4 separate regions of the Mus musculus genome follow, and regions 1, 3 and 4 are each linked to region 2. Evidence: chromatin contacts called from public Hi-C data. All regions are on one chromosome and are shown on one strand. The core of a region is the stretch at or near the end of the contact, and the rest is flanking DNA. Distances in the headings are between cores, read along the strand shown. Region 1 has its middle 63 kb from the start of Gm34177. Region 2 has its middle 49 kb from the start of Gm34229. Region 3 has its middle 17 kb from the start of 4930488B22Rik. Region 4 has its middle 49 kb from the start of Gm23349.

What was found. Hi-C and Micro-C count contacts between places; a contact is called where the count stands out from the background.
Region 1: a Hi-C map of the N1E-115 cell line shows a contact between it and region 2, with 2.9 times the contacts expected there. The contact joins two enhancer-like sites. A contact is called at or near these places in 8 of 484 Hi-C or Micro-C datasets (the AML12 cell line, the N1E-115 cell line, the P5424 cell line and 1 more) and 2 of 115 datasets of contacts at active chromatin or transcription factors (T-cell acute lymphoblastic leukemia and fibro-adipogenic progenitors).
Region 3: a contact with region 2 is called in a Hi-C map of bone marrow-derived macrophages, with 24 read pairs. The contact joins two enhancer-like sites. A contact is called at or near these places in 1 of 15 datasets of contacts at CTCF or cohesin (the G1E-ER4 cell line), 5 of 484 Hi-C or Micro-C datasets (bone marrow-derived macrophages, embryonic stem cells, trophoblast stem cells and 1 more) and 1 of 115 datasets of contacts at active chromatin or transcription factors (the HPC-7 cell line).
Region 4: a contact with region 2 is called in a Hi-C map of erythroblasts, with 2.0 times the contacts expected there. The contact joins two enhancer-like sites. A contact is called at or near these places in 5 of 484 Hi-C or Micro-C datasets (bone marrow-derived macrophages, erythroblasts, granulocyte-monocyte progenitors and 2 more) and 2 of 115 datasets of contacts at active chromatin or transcription factors (the HPC-7 cell line and embryonic stem cells).

What each region holds. Positions count from the first base shown.
Region 1 is chr1:184,264,969-184,267,707 of GRCm38.p6, reverse strand. No RefSeq gene overlaps it. Among named protein-coding and RNA genes, the nearest start is that of Gm34177, 63 kb to the left of the region's middle. Within about 2 kb of position 1,332, at least 18 of the 459 cell types and tissues checked have an H3K27ac peak or open chromatin away from gene starts, as enhancers often do. A contact at or near this core is called in the N1E-115 cell line, where this site is marked.
Region 2 is chr1:184,479,259-184,482,132 of GRCm38.p6, reverse strand. No RefSeq gene overlaps it. Among named protein-coding and RNA genes, the nearest start is that of Gm34229, 49 kb to the right of the region's middle. Within about 2 kb of position 1,267, at least 47 of the 459 cell types and tissues checked have an H3K27ac peak or open chromatin away from gene starts, as enhancers often do. A contact at or near this core is called in the HPC-7 cell line, the N1E-115 cell line, bone marrow-derived macrophages and 1 more, where this site is marked.
Region 3 is chr1:184,694,238-184,697,316 of GRCm38.p6, reverse strand. No RefSeq gene overlaps it. Among named protein-coding and RNA genes, the nearest start is that of 4930488B22Rik, 17 kb to the left of the region's middle. Within about 2 kb of position 1,661, at least 15 of the 459 cell types and tissues checked have an H3K27ac peak or open chromatin away from gene starts, as enhancers often do. A contact at or near this core is called in bone marrow-derived macrophages, where this site is marked.
Region 4 is chr1:184,627,650-184,630,578 of GRCm38.p6, reverse strand. No RefSeq gene overlaps it. Among named protein-coding and RNA genes, the nearest start is that of Gm23349, 49 kb to the right of the region's middle. Within about 2 kb of position 1,273, at least 43 of the 459 cell types and tissues checked have an H3K27ac peak or open chromatin away from gene starts, as enhancers often do. A contact at or near this core is called in the HPC-7 cell line, bone marrow-derived macrophages and erythroblasts, where this site is marked.

The DNA of each region.
Region 1 (2,739 bases), core at 83-2,582, 210 kb after region 2:
GTTAAGAGAGGTAGCTGAACCTCCAGAGGACATGAGTTCCTCCCCCCCCCCCTGCTCCCCTGGCATCGAAGTCAGGTGACTCCCAACTGCCTGAGGCACCAGGGAATCCAATGTCCTCTTCTGACCTCTGAGGGCATTTGCACACAAGTGCATGCCCCCACCTCATGCATGCACACACAGGCAGACATGTGCATGTGTGCACAACAATGTATACATCTTAAAAATACGTTTTTAGAATTCTTTCCACTAGTTCGGCATCGTTTTGAGAGAGCAGACCGCTGTCCCCGTTTTAATTTTAGCCACAGCATGAAGTTCTTAGTGAGTAATAAATTAGTAAACAGCTGCATGCGTGGTGAGAAATCAGGTTAAGGAGTGTGCAGTTTGGAAGGAGTCGGAGCTGTAATGAAGACATCTATGTGTGTTCGAAAGACCAGAATAAAGAAGGCAGGGTCCGGGAGGCAACTCTTCTCTGAGGGTTTGTTTCTGGTTAACCAGCCTGGTGGGCACAGCCACTAGATACACTGAGATCACTGTCCCAAAGGCATCAACATCAACAAATAAAGCCAAAGGAAAATAACATTCCCTCAAAGGGAACAAGCTCTTCAGGCCCAGAGTCCATTATGATGTCTAGATGGAGTAACAGTTGCTTCGAGTAAGTCACCCATCCCACATTAGCTGACCGGAGAGCTACATCTTTTCAAATTTTAATTAAAAGTGTGAAAATATATCTTGGACTCTCAGGAATGTCGACTTTCAGAAGTGGCTACTCCACTTTCAGAGTAGCAAGGGAACGAAGGAGATAATTCCTTAAGTGATGAAAATCTTTTGGCTATTTCAAAACAAAACAAAGCAACTAAAAGCACTAGAGAGACGCCCCCCCCCTCCCCACAAACTCTTTAATTTGCAGAGCTTCTTAACAGATCTCAAGAGACAACTCTTGTTCCTGGGGTTGGCCTCCAATGTGTAACTTTTAAATGTCAAAAGGCACTTGGGTTATCCAATTCTAATGCAGGGCCAGTCCCGATTCTGGAGGCTAGGACAGACAAATAAAAATTCTCCCAGCACGTTTTGGTAGTGATGTTTTTCAGCTGTAGCACGGCACAGGGGTGAGAGTGAAAACCAGGTGAAGTAGAAAGAGATCCGGGAACAGATGGCCTGTGTTTTTAACTTTTTCTGGGTCTCCACTCTCTTGGCCACCTACCGCTCCGTCGTTCTCCCAAGGATTGGCACAAGTTCCATCTGCTACTCCATTTAAATCCTTAAACGAGAAGCTGCCCGTTATTTGTCCTGGCTTTGAGAACTCGCTTTGCTTTTGCACCTTTACAACCAACATCTGGATGCACCGCAAACATCCAGAAAAGCTTTGGGTTTTCAAAGTCCCAGAAACACGCCCTCTGCGCACAGCTCCTTGTGAGAAGACAGACCCCTGGTGGCCAATGACTGGAACTACACCCCAGGTTTGTTGTGTGATTCTCCTCTCAGGGTTTAGTTTGGGCCTTTCCTGCCCCTGTTCCTTCCGTGCTTTCTGGGTCCAAATTGCTGTTGAAGGTGGACATGATGCAGCTGTGTGGAAGTGACTCTTAAGTTCAAGTCAAAAGACTTCCAGAACAGTTACATCAGCTCTGTGAACGCTCTGAGTCACAAGGTCTCTGAAGTTGGCCAGAGCAACACGCTTAACAGTTGTTTAAGTTACTAAAATCTCTTGACCAAGTTTTGGGAAAGCGCTTGATCTCCACCTTGAAAACGCCTTTACTTCCTCTGTCGCAACAATACGCTTCTACTTTCTTTGGTGGAATGAAGACGAAGTGTCAACAGTGTGAACTCTTTTGACACTACAGAAACGATCATTTGGATCATCGAAGTGTGGCCCTAGCCTGGGTATAACCCTGTACCACAGCCAAGCATGGTTCTGAAAACCGAATGCTCCAAGGAAGTATGTATATACCTGAAAGAAACCGGAAAGTCCCCACCTCCACGAACATTCTGTAGACATTCACTCTCCGGCAAGGACAGAACACACAAATGCTTGCTGTTGCCATTCTACCTGTAAATGAGGAGCAAAGACATGCATCCCAACAACACGTGTCTGCCATCAGGTCAAAGTATCCGCTGAAGTGACACACTGGGGCTGAAGATTCGCCAGTCTCCTCCCCTGCTGTGCCAGAAGGTCTGGCATAACCAGCATGGATGAATCTCTTGTGGTACAATTAATTATAGGATCTAGTTGTAGGTACAATCTGTGCGTTTGTTTTACGCTCACTACAGTGCCTGTGGTGTCACGTCACACAGCCTCATCTTCTTGCTTGTGCTTTTGGGGAACACAACATCCTTGTTGTAGCAAGAGGAAGCCAGGTAACCATGCTTAAGTCTAACATAGGTCTCCCATCTTCATGTAACACACACACACACACACACACACACACACACACACACACACACACAGGGAGGGTAATGTAAATCCAGGATCTAACAGGTCAATGATTTTGTACTCCCCCAGAAAGAATGGGAAGAGATTTTAAAAAGCCCTTCTTTGTTACAAGAAAAGCAAGTTAGTTTAAACGGTCCAGTGAAATAATGGATTTGTTTTACTTTTCTTGTTGCTCTGACAAAAGCAACCGAAAACAACACAAGAAAGGGGTTATCGTGTGGCTCTTGGTTGGAGAGAATGCAGTCCATCGCGGAGCTGAATCATGGCACCGTGGGTGTGAATAGCTGCTCACTCTGTCCTCGGGTAGGAAG
Region 2 (2,874 bases), core at 18-2,517:
GGCTGTGATATATGGTGACGGTTCTGAAGAAAGTCAAAACCATTTAAAGACCAGGTTTTGATGAATTGCAGGAAATGGTGGATTTACAGCCATTCCAGAACTCCTAGGGACTGACTGTCATTGGGTGACCATGAGAATTTTAACTAGCGCGTTGTAGAACCCAGATCAAGGCTGTGACAGAGCAGAAGGTTGTTTGGGTCTCCTGTTGTATAGAGGTCGCTGGTGGGAGACATGTTTAAATTTTTTTGAGTCTTATTTTTTATTTATGTGTACATGCGTGTCTGTGTGTGCACATGCACATGTGTGTAGGTCCTCGCAGAGGCAAGAAGAGGATGTGGGGTCCCCTGAAGTTGTAATTGCAGGTGGCTGCCAGCTGCCCAATTTTTGGTGCTAGGAATTTAACCCTGATTCTTTGCAAGAGCAGCGCGTGCCTTTAACTGTTGAGCCATCTCTCCAGACCAACAAACATTTAAATTACCTTTTTTTCCCTTTTTGTTTACTTATCCAAGATTCATTTCTATTTGTTTGCTAAGGTTAAAAATTAGCAGGCAGGAGGGAAATGCCTACTGTAAAAAGCTTAAGCAGAGAGTCTTTACTTCGTGTACACTACTATGGTATGACTGCTAGGAATAGACCAACTTCTCTTCCTATGTCAGTGCGCCTCCATCCTTTAGAAGCCTTGCTGCTGCCTCATGTTATGTAGAAGGGACTGCTGGGTACTCTGACCTCCTTTAATCTTTCTGGGGAACCACGGACTATCAAGATGACAATGTAGGGTGACAGCTGAGCTATTGGGCACCATTATCCTAACATACAGTGACTTTCTTAAAGTTCACTAGGACAGTTGACATCGACCCCAAAAGCTAATGGAGCAATTGTGAGCAACATTTTTGTTGACACTAACATTTGACGGCTTTGGCTGAACCTGAAATGACTCAGCCCCGGAGACACTCATTAGATCATGTTGAGGATGTAGGGGCAGCTGCAGCTCATCTGTGAATTCCTCCTCAGTTAACTTTCTGTGAGGCATTGTACTGAACCTGTGAGGCACAGCCTGCTCGACGCTCAACACTCAACGCTCAAGGCTGATCACTCTTGGACTCGTGGTGAGTTCCAAGATGGGGTCTTCCCCTCCCAACACAATGAATAAATTATTCAAAGCATGAGATATTCTTATAAAGGCCCATAGTGTTCTGATGGGGCCAGTCATTTAGGAAGAGGTATCAATGTGCAATTGGCAGAAAAGGGGAACCCTCCGAGGAGCTGTGGTAACAGCGCAGTTACTTAAAGAACATTTAAGCTGCAAATATCTCTGTGGTTTGCGATTTGGCCCAATGCTTCAGTCACTCTGAGAAATTTCTCAAACTTTGGCTAATTACATTAAGAAATGTAAGGCTTAGTACATGATTCTACTTCCCCAAATATCGTGGGCTGTCTTCTGCATTTGGCAAGCCACTCACATGTGAGGAATTGATGAGAAAGACCAAGCAGGTTCTGGCCCACAGCAGGGAATGCTAACTGTTGATACAGAGAATAACCACTACATAATGGCCATGTAGGGCTTGTCTGTCAAACCTCAGAGACTTCATCAGAATAGTGGGGTGTGCTGGTTTCTTATGAGTGAGGAGAAAACACATGATTAGATGTGCTGAAGCCCCAATATTCTCACATGTGCCTAGTCATGCCTAAGTAAACAGCTGGAAGTGTGTGTGTGTGTGTGTGTGTGTGTGTGTGTGTGTGTGTGTGAAGTTTGCTCTTCTTATCATGTCTTCATTTGGCTACTTAATAGCCTAAAGTGGAACTCCTAGGTACAACACTGTCCCTCCTGGGTATCATGTTGTAGAACAGGCGGATGCTGTTCCTTTTCTCAATGAGCCAGTGTGAAGTCCGTGAACTGCAGAAAGCACTGATACATGCTACAATGTGCTATAGTCGTGGCTTTTTCAATCTGGCCTGGAGAGGACCGACCCTGAGCTTTATCTGGTCTCACTCAGACCAAAGCTAGCAGAAAGCACTTCATGAATTGCTCTGTGAGTGGTAGGGCTCCGTTTTCTTTTCTCAGACTTATTTTAAAACGTGCATGTATGTGTTTGACACGTTTGTGGGTGTCTGAGAAGCCCAGAGGAGGATGTCTGATTCCCTGGAGCTCAAGGAAGTTGTGAGCCACCTGACCTGTGGGCTAGGAAGTGAACCCCAGTTCTCTGGAAAAGCAGCAAGCACTTCTAACCACTGAGCCATCTCGCTAGACCAGAGGGTCTCAACCTTCCTACTGCTGTGGCCCTTTAACACAGTTCCTCATGCTGTGGTGACCCCAACCATCAAATGGTTTCCATTGTTACTTCATAACTGTAACGTTGCTACTGTTATGAATTGTAATGTAAATATCTGTGTTTCAGAAGATCTTAGGTGACCCGTGTGAAAGGCCACTGCTCTGGAGTCAGCATTAGTATCATTTAAGTGATTATATTAGGACTTTAAGGGAAAGGAGAGATAAGTCTTATACTTTAAAAACGTACACTGGTAGTTCTTAAAATCTTCCCCTGTATCTGGCAAGGTATTTAAAAGGTGCTCAATATTTATTTGAATTAGTGGAAGACAGAGTCTCAGGTCCTACAGTTTCTATGTTGTCATAACTCCATAACAGGGAGCACTTGCTGTGTTCCACATTCTCGCTTCCTCGGACGTACCCAAGGACAGTTCTTTTTCATCCTCTGTAGGCAATTTTCATTCCTGTGGTCAGTGCTGGCTAGGAAAGCAGACCATCAAGACTCTAGTCTCTAAGCAAACCCAGAACCCTGGGTGGGATGACCCAGGCACCGGCCATGCCGACACACTGGAATGTATAGAAGGACTATATTTTTATATAACTCATGC
Region 3 (3,079 bases), core at 412-2,911, 210 kb before region 2:
TCTCCTCTCCTCTCCTCTCCTCTCCTCTCCTCTCCTCTCCTCTCCTCTCCTCTCCTCTCCTCTCCTCCCCTCCCCTCCCCTCCCCTCCCCTCCCCTCCCCTCCCCTCCCCTCCCCTCCCCTCCCCTCCCCTTCCCTCCCCTCCCCTCCCCTCCTCTTTCTTACTTTTTAAATAAGTTTATTTATTTTATTATATGTGAGTGCATTGTACGCTGTCTTCAGACAACCAGAAGAGGGCATCAGATCCCATCACAGCTGGTTGTGAGCCACCATGTGGTTGCTGGGAATTGAACTCAGGACCTCTGAAAGAGCAGTCAGTGCTCTTAACTGCTGAGCTGTCTCTCCAGCCCCCCTAATTTGTTTTATGTGTGTGGGTGCATAAGATTTTTTTTTTTTTGTCTGCATGTTTGTTTGTGTACCATGTGCATGCCTGGTGCCTGTGGAGGTCAGAGGAGGGCATCTCATCCCATGGAACTGGTTATAGGCAGTTGTAAGCCTCCATGTGAGTCTGGGAATGAAATCCTGGTCCTCTTCCAGAGTAGTAAGTATTCTTAACTTTGCTGAGCCTTCTCCCTAGCCCATCTTTACATTTAAACAATCATTTATTTCATTATATAGGTGCACGCCAATTCATCTGGGCCCTAAAAGACCAGAACTTGTATTTAATTGATTCAAATAATTATCCGAATGTTTTATCATTTCTCCCCTTCATCGATTGCAGATGTCACTTTTAAGTGATTTTTTTTTCTGTAATCAGGAAGATATCTTCATTGCTGGCATGTAATACTGATTGATCCAACTTTATGAAAAATATTGTTGTCAGCAAGTTTTATAACACACAAGACAGAAAAAAGACAATAGGAATGTAGGACGCCTTGGCAAATAAGATATGAACAAGTACAAACTCTCATATTTACTCCCCTTTTGAGAACTTTGCACTGAGTTCTATCTGTTAGGAGTATAGTCTTTTCTCCCTTTGTTTACTCTAGAAATAACTTATTTTTGGGACAGGGACTGAATCCAGGCTCTTTGTGTGATAAGCAAGTCTTTTGCTATGGATATGTATATATATATATATATATATATATATATATATATATATATATATATATATATATATACTCAGTTCCTTGGCAAATATTTCTTCAGGGGCCTCTTCTGGACCAGACCCCCAAAAGGACTCATAGATAAATGAGGTGTAGTGTCTTCCTTTGGGTTTCTCATCATCTGGGGAAGCGTATTAGCTGGAATGATCTGAGCTTCAGCAAAAAATTGTGTAACTGTTTTGACCTATGAGGATGTTGATTGCCAGTTACAGATATTAGTGCAGAAGCTTAAAGAGTACAAGGCTCTCAGCCCTTAGACTACAAGGCTCTCTGTCTTTGCTGTTTGTTCTTGTCATTCTCCTTCATTATTGCAAAAAAGCTGGACATGCTTCAATGATCACATCTTCAGATACACACACATATATACACATATAGATACAAACCCACACACATACAAACACACACATACACATACATATACACATAGACCTATATACATACACAGATACACACACACATACAGATACACATAAAAGCAAGGGGCAGTGGGCAGCGAAGGGCAAGAGAGTCTTCCCTCGGGGAGTCTGCCTTACATCCTCTTTCATCTCTTAGGTCAGAAATGAGTCACATACCTATCCTTAGATCAGAGATTGGGACCATTTCCAGAGACTGAGGCATCTCTGACTCACTCTGAGCAAAATTCTGGTTTTGTGAATATGGAAAGGGAATCTGTAATTTTTTTTTTTTTTTTTTTTTTTTAAGGAATACACTCTGCAGTCCTGGTCCTTTATTTCATTTTTGTACATTAGTCCATGAATTCCTATGGAATGGGCTCCAACAGCTCCGGCTCTTTTCCGTTAGTCCTCACAAAGTGTGCTTCTCTGGGTGGCACAGGCTGGTGCTTCAGCTGCACCCAGGTGCCCTTCTCTTTGGCTCCCTTTTTCTTCTGATCGTTCTCCTTCACCCGCTTCAGGAAGCTGTCTCTGCTCTTTGAGTGCTTGATGTGCTCAATCCGCACATTGATCCTCTTGGCCAGAATTTTGTCCTTAACCTGCTTGTTTGCAATGATGCCCACGGCATGCTGGGTGACATTGTAGACTCTTCTGGTTTTGCCGTGGTAGCACTTATGGGGCATTCCTTTTTAAACAGTGCCATTCCCTTGATGTCTACAATACCATCCTTCTTGTAGATTTGCATGTGTGTGGCCAAAGGAACAATGCCATGTTTCCTAAAAGGCCTAGGGTTCCTCTCCTCTCCCTTTGTGTTCATGATTTTGGCAGGTTACTGGAAGATGGCTGCAGTGGCCGAAAGGAGGGAATCTGTAACTTTTAAATTTAATTAATTTATGTGTGTGTGTATCTGTGTGTGTTTGTGTCTATTTGAGTGTATCTTTGTGTTTATCTCTGTGTTTGTATCTGTGTGTGTCTGTGTGTGCATCTGTATGTGTATGTATTTGTGAGTGTTTGAATCTATATGTGTGTATATCTGTGTGTTTGTATCTGTGTGCATATCTGTGTGCTTGTATCTCTCTGTGTTTATTTCTGTCTGTGTGTTTGTCTGTGTGTTTGTGTCTGTTTGTGTATATGTATGTGTGCATATGTGTGTATGTGTGTAGCTGTGTATATCTGTGTGTGTCTGTGTCTATATGTGTGTGCATCTCTGTGTTTGTGTGTATCTATATATATGTGTTTGCATGTATGTATCTGGATGTGTGTATATCTGTGTGTGTTTGTGTGTGTATCTCTGTGTTTCTATTTATGTGTATATCTGTCTGTGTTTGTATGTGTGTGACTGTGTGTTTTTGCATGTCTGTCTGTATATCTGTGTTTCTGCATGTCTGTCTGTCTATCTCTCTGCACCCTCCCCCCCCCCCCAGACCCGCTGCTTTCTGTTTTTGAGCCTGGGTCTTTTGCTGACCCGGAACTTGTGAATTTGGTTAGTCTGGCTGGCCAGGGTTCCTCCCCAGTGCTGGGATTACAGTTGTGAGCTTTCATGCTCCACCTTTTTCCTTTTTTCTTTTTTTGGTTTTTCGAGA
Region 4 (2,929 bases), core at 24-2,523, 150 kb before region 2:
TTAGAAAACTCGAGGAATCACTGCAAACTTCACACTTGAGGGCTACAAAGAGGGACCATGGGGAGAGGGCTGTGTGTGTCCAGAGTAGCTGTGCACCGATGTGAAGGGCTAATAAAACAAGAGAATATAGTGAGCACTTGCCAAAAACTAGGGTGTGGTCCACAGGGCAGGAATCTGGGTTACTCCATATGATTAGAATAAGTAAAACATTAGCAGTTTGCATGCTTGCTAACCCTGCTGTCATGATTAAATTCACTTTTCCAGCTTTAGGTGACTTTGAGACACTACACAGAAAGTGGGGGTGAGTGGCAGGGAGTTCAGTGACAGAGAACACACCTGGTATGCACAGTCCTATCCCTAGCACCACTAAAAATAAATACAAAAATAAAGTCGAAAACAAAAGGCAGGTAGAAGTTGTAGTAGCCAATGAAGGTCGCTGTGAGTGTCTGACCTGTCTGTAATAATGTCACCACATAACAACAGCCACAGGAAGAGTAGCTCAGAGCCAGCTTTTGGCAGATCTTTGTTCTGAATAGGCCGAAATAAGAGAAGGTGCACATCTGTAATTGCCTGACTACTGCGTTTGACTAAGACATCTGCAGCAGGCTTCTCTCAGCTCATGTAGATGACAGGACTGCAAAAGGCCAGTAAAAGCTGCCAGCGTCCCCAGCACGCGAGCCGCTCACTGCAGATTTGACTCTTGCACGATGCCCCATGTCTCTCCGGCCTAACTGCTATTAAAAACTAAAGTTAACTTGGCTCTATAGAGCATTGTAGCAGTGTTCTTGTTATAGAAACATTTTGGGATGAGAATGGAGGAAAGGCTCCAAGAGACACCAATGATGGCAGAGAACAACCTGGGAAGCCAGTCCGGTCCTCAGGCACTCAATGCAGGATGACTTCAGTGCTCATACAGGCTTTCTGTTAGTCTATTCCATTAATAAACACACACAGACACCACAGAGAAGAGTGAGCTGCCGGCTTAGTCCTCCCAAAATAGAGCATTCCTCATCGCTGTCATTTAACTCCCTTCAGAAACACTCTTCTTAATTAGTCATGTTAGTTGTGAGGAACGAGAAGGGGAAACGGAGCGGGTAGTGGACAGGCTGCCTCTGACACGGGTCACGTGGTTCTCCCAGGTGAGTAGAGTGGCCCCCTTAGAGAAGGAGTTTGGGAGTTGAAGAGATAAAGTTTCCTTATGCCTAAAGGTCTGTGGTCAAACAACATATCCAACATGACTGGGCTGGAGCGATGACTCAGCAGTTAAGAGCACACTCTGTTCTTTCAGAAGAACTGAGTTTGGTTCTTAGCTCCTATGTCAGGCAACTCCTGCTCCAGGGTATCTGATGCCTGCGGCTTCCTCCGGCACCTTTGTTTATGAACACACACACACATACACACACACACACACACACACTCACACACACAATTAAAAATTAAACATATCTTAATAGAATGTGACTACTTTCTTTGTTGCTGTGATCAAATTCTCAAAAAGTAAATTAAGGGAAGAGGGGCCATTTCCATTGTGGTATGGAAGACATGATGGTAGGATCAGGAGACAACTGTCACATTGCCTCTATAGTCAGGAAGTAGGGCCTGACTCACTTCCTCCAGCAAGGCTCCACCTTCTAAAGGTTTTACAGTGTTCTAGGCATGTTTACATACATGCACCCATGGGGCTTTCATATTCAATGACAGCAGCAAGAGCATGGCGTTGGAGCAGGAAGGCTGCCTTGGAGCCTGTCCTCTGACATGCTGATATGTGACTCAGGCATCTATTAACCTTTCCAGGCCCCCTCTGTCTCCTTGACAACCCAGAGGGGAAGGTACCAACTCCAAAGCAATGTTTCCGGTTACTTGATGAGCAGAGATAGCTCTTAGTGAGATTTCTGTTTTGCACAAGAGAACTGGAAGAGGTCCTTTGGTCCCAGATGGTCTAGCATAGGAGCCTGGGTGCGTGAAGGACCTGAGTCTCCTGCCAACCATGACAGCAATGCCTGTTTGCTTCTCTTCACCTTTCAGATGTGTGTTCTAGGTCCATGCGCTGCTTAGTTTAGTCACTTGACAGAACTAGGGTCATCTGGGAAGAGGGCACCTTCACTGATATAACCTCCCCCACAGCCCGGAAGCAGGCTGAGCAGGTTTGACTATTATCACTAGGAGATCACCAGGGGCGGAGCCTGCCACCCTATTGTTCTGCCACTCCCGCTGCTGCTACCTGCTGCCTAGCTGCTCCAGAGTCTACACGTGGTCACCTGCAGCTGGACTCCAAGGATGATTGGCGGGAATGGGCCCCTCCCCCTTCTTTATAAGCCCGTGTTCCCGGATATTAAAACTGAACCTTGATCAGACTATTGTCTTGGTTCCATCCTTTCTCTCGTTGCCTAGATTCCCTCTTCTCTTCCAGACTCCAAGGTGCCTTCCAGGCTCGAACCCGGACATGTGAGCCCCTGGTCGGCTTCAACACACTGAGACAATATCCCCATTAGATAGGATTTTAGGCAAGTCATAGGGACATTTTCATGATTAGTAATTCATGTGGAAGGGCCTAGACTGCTGTGGGCAGGTGGTCTTGGGTTGTGTAATAATAGAACTGAGGCAAGCCAGGGGAAGCAAGTTAATGAGCGCCATCCTGTCATGGCCTCTGCTTCAGATCTATCTTGAGCTATACCTGTCCTCCAATGTCTAAAATACCATCCCAAGTTCAATTGCTAAAGACACACTTAAATAATAGAGAGAAAATAAAAATACAACATGAGATTTACAAATAATGCAAAAGTGGAGTTTATTATGGTTTACTTATAGAAACATTAGCAATACTGACTGTCCAATAATAAAGCACTATGCAGCCACTAACATGACTATACAAGAATATTTAATTTCATGAGAAAATATTAATGGTACATGATCAAGAAAAGTAGGTTTT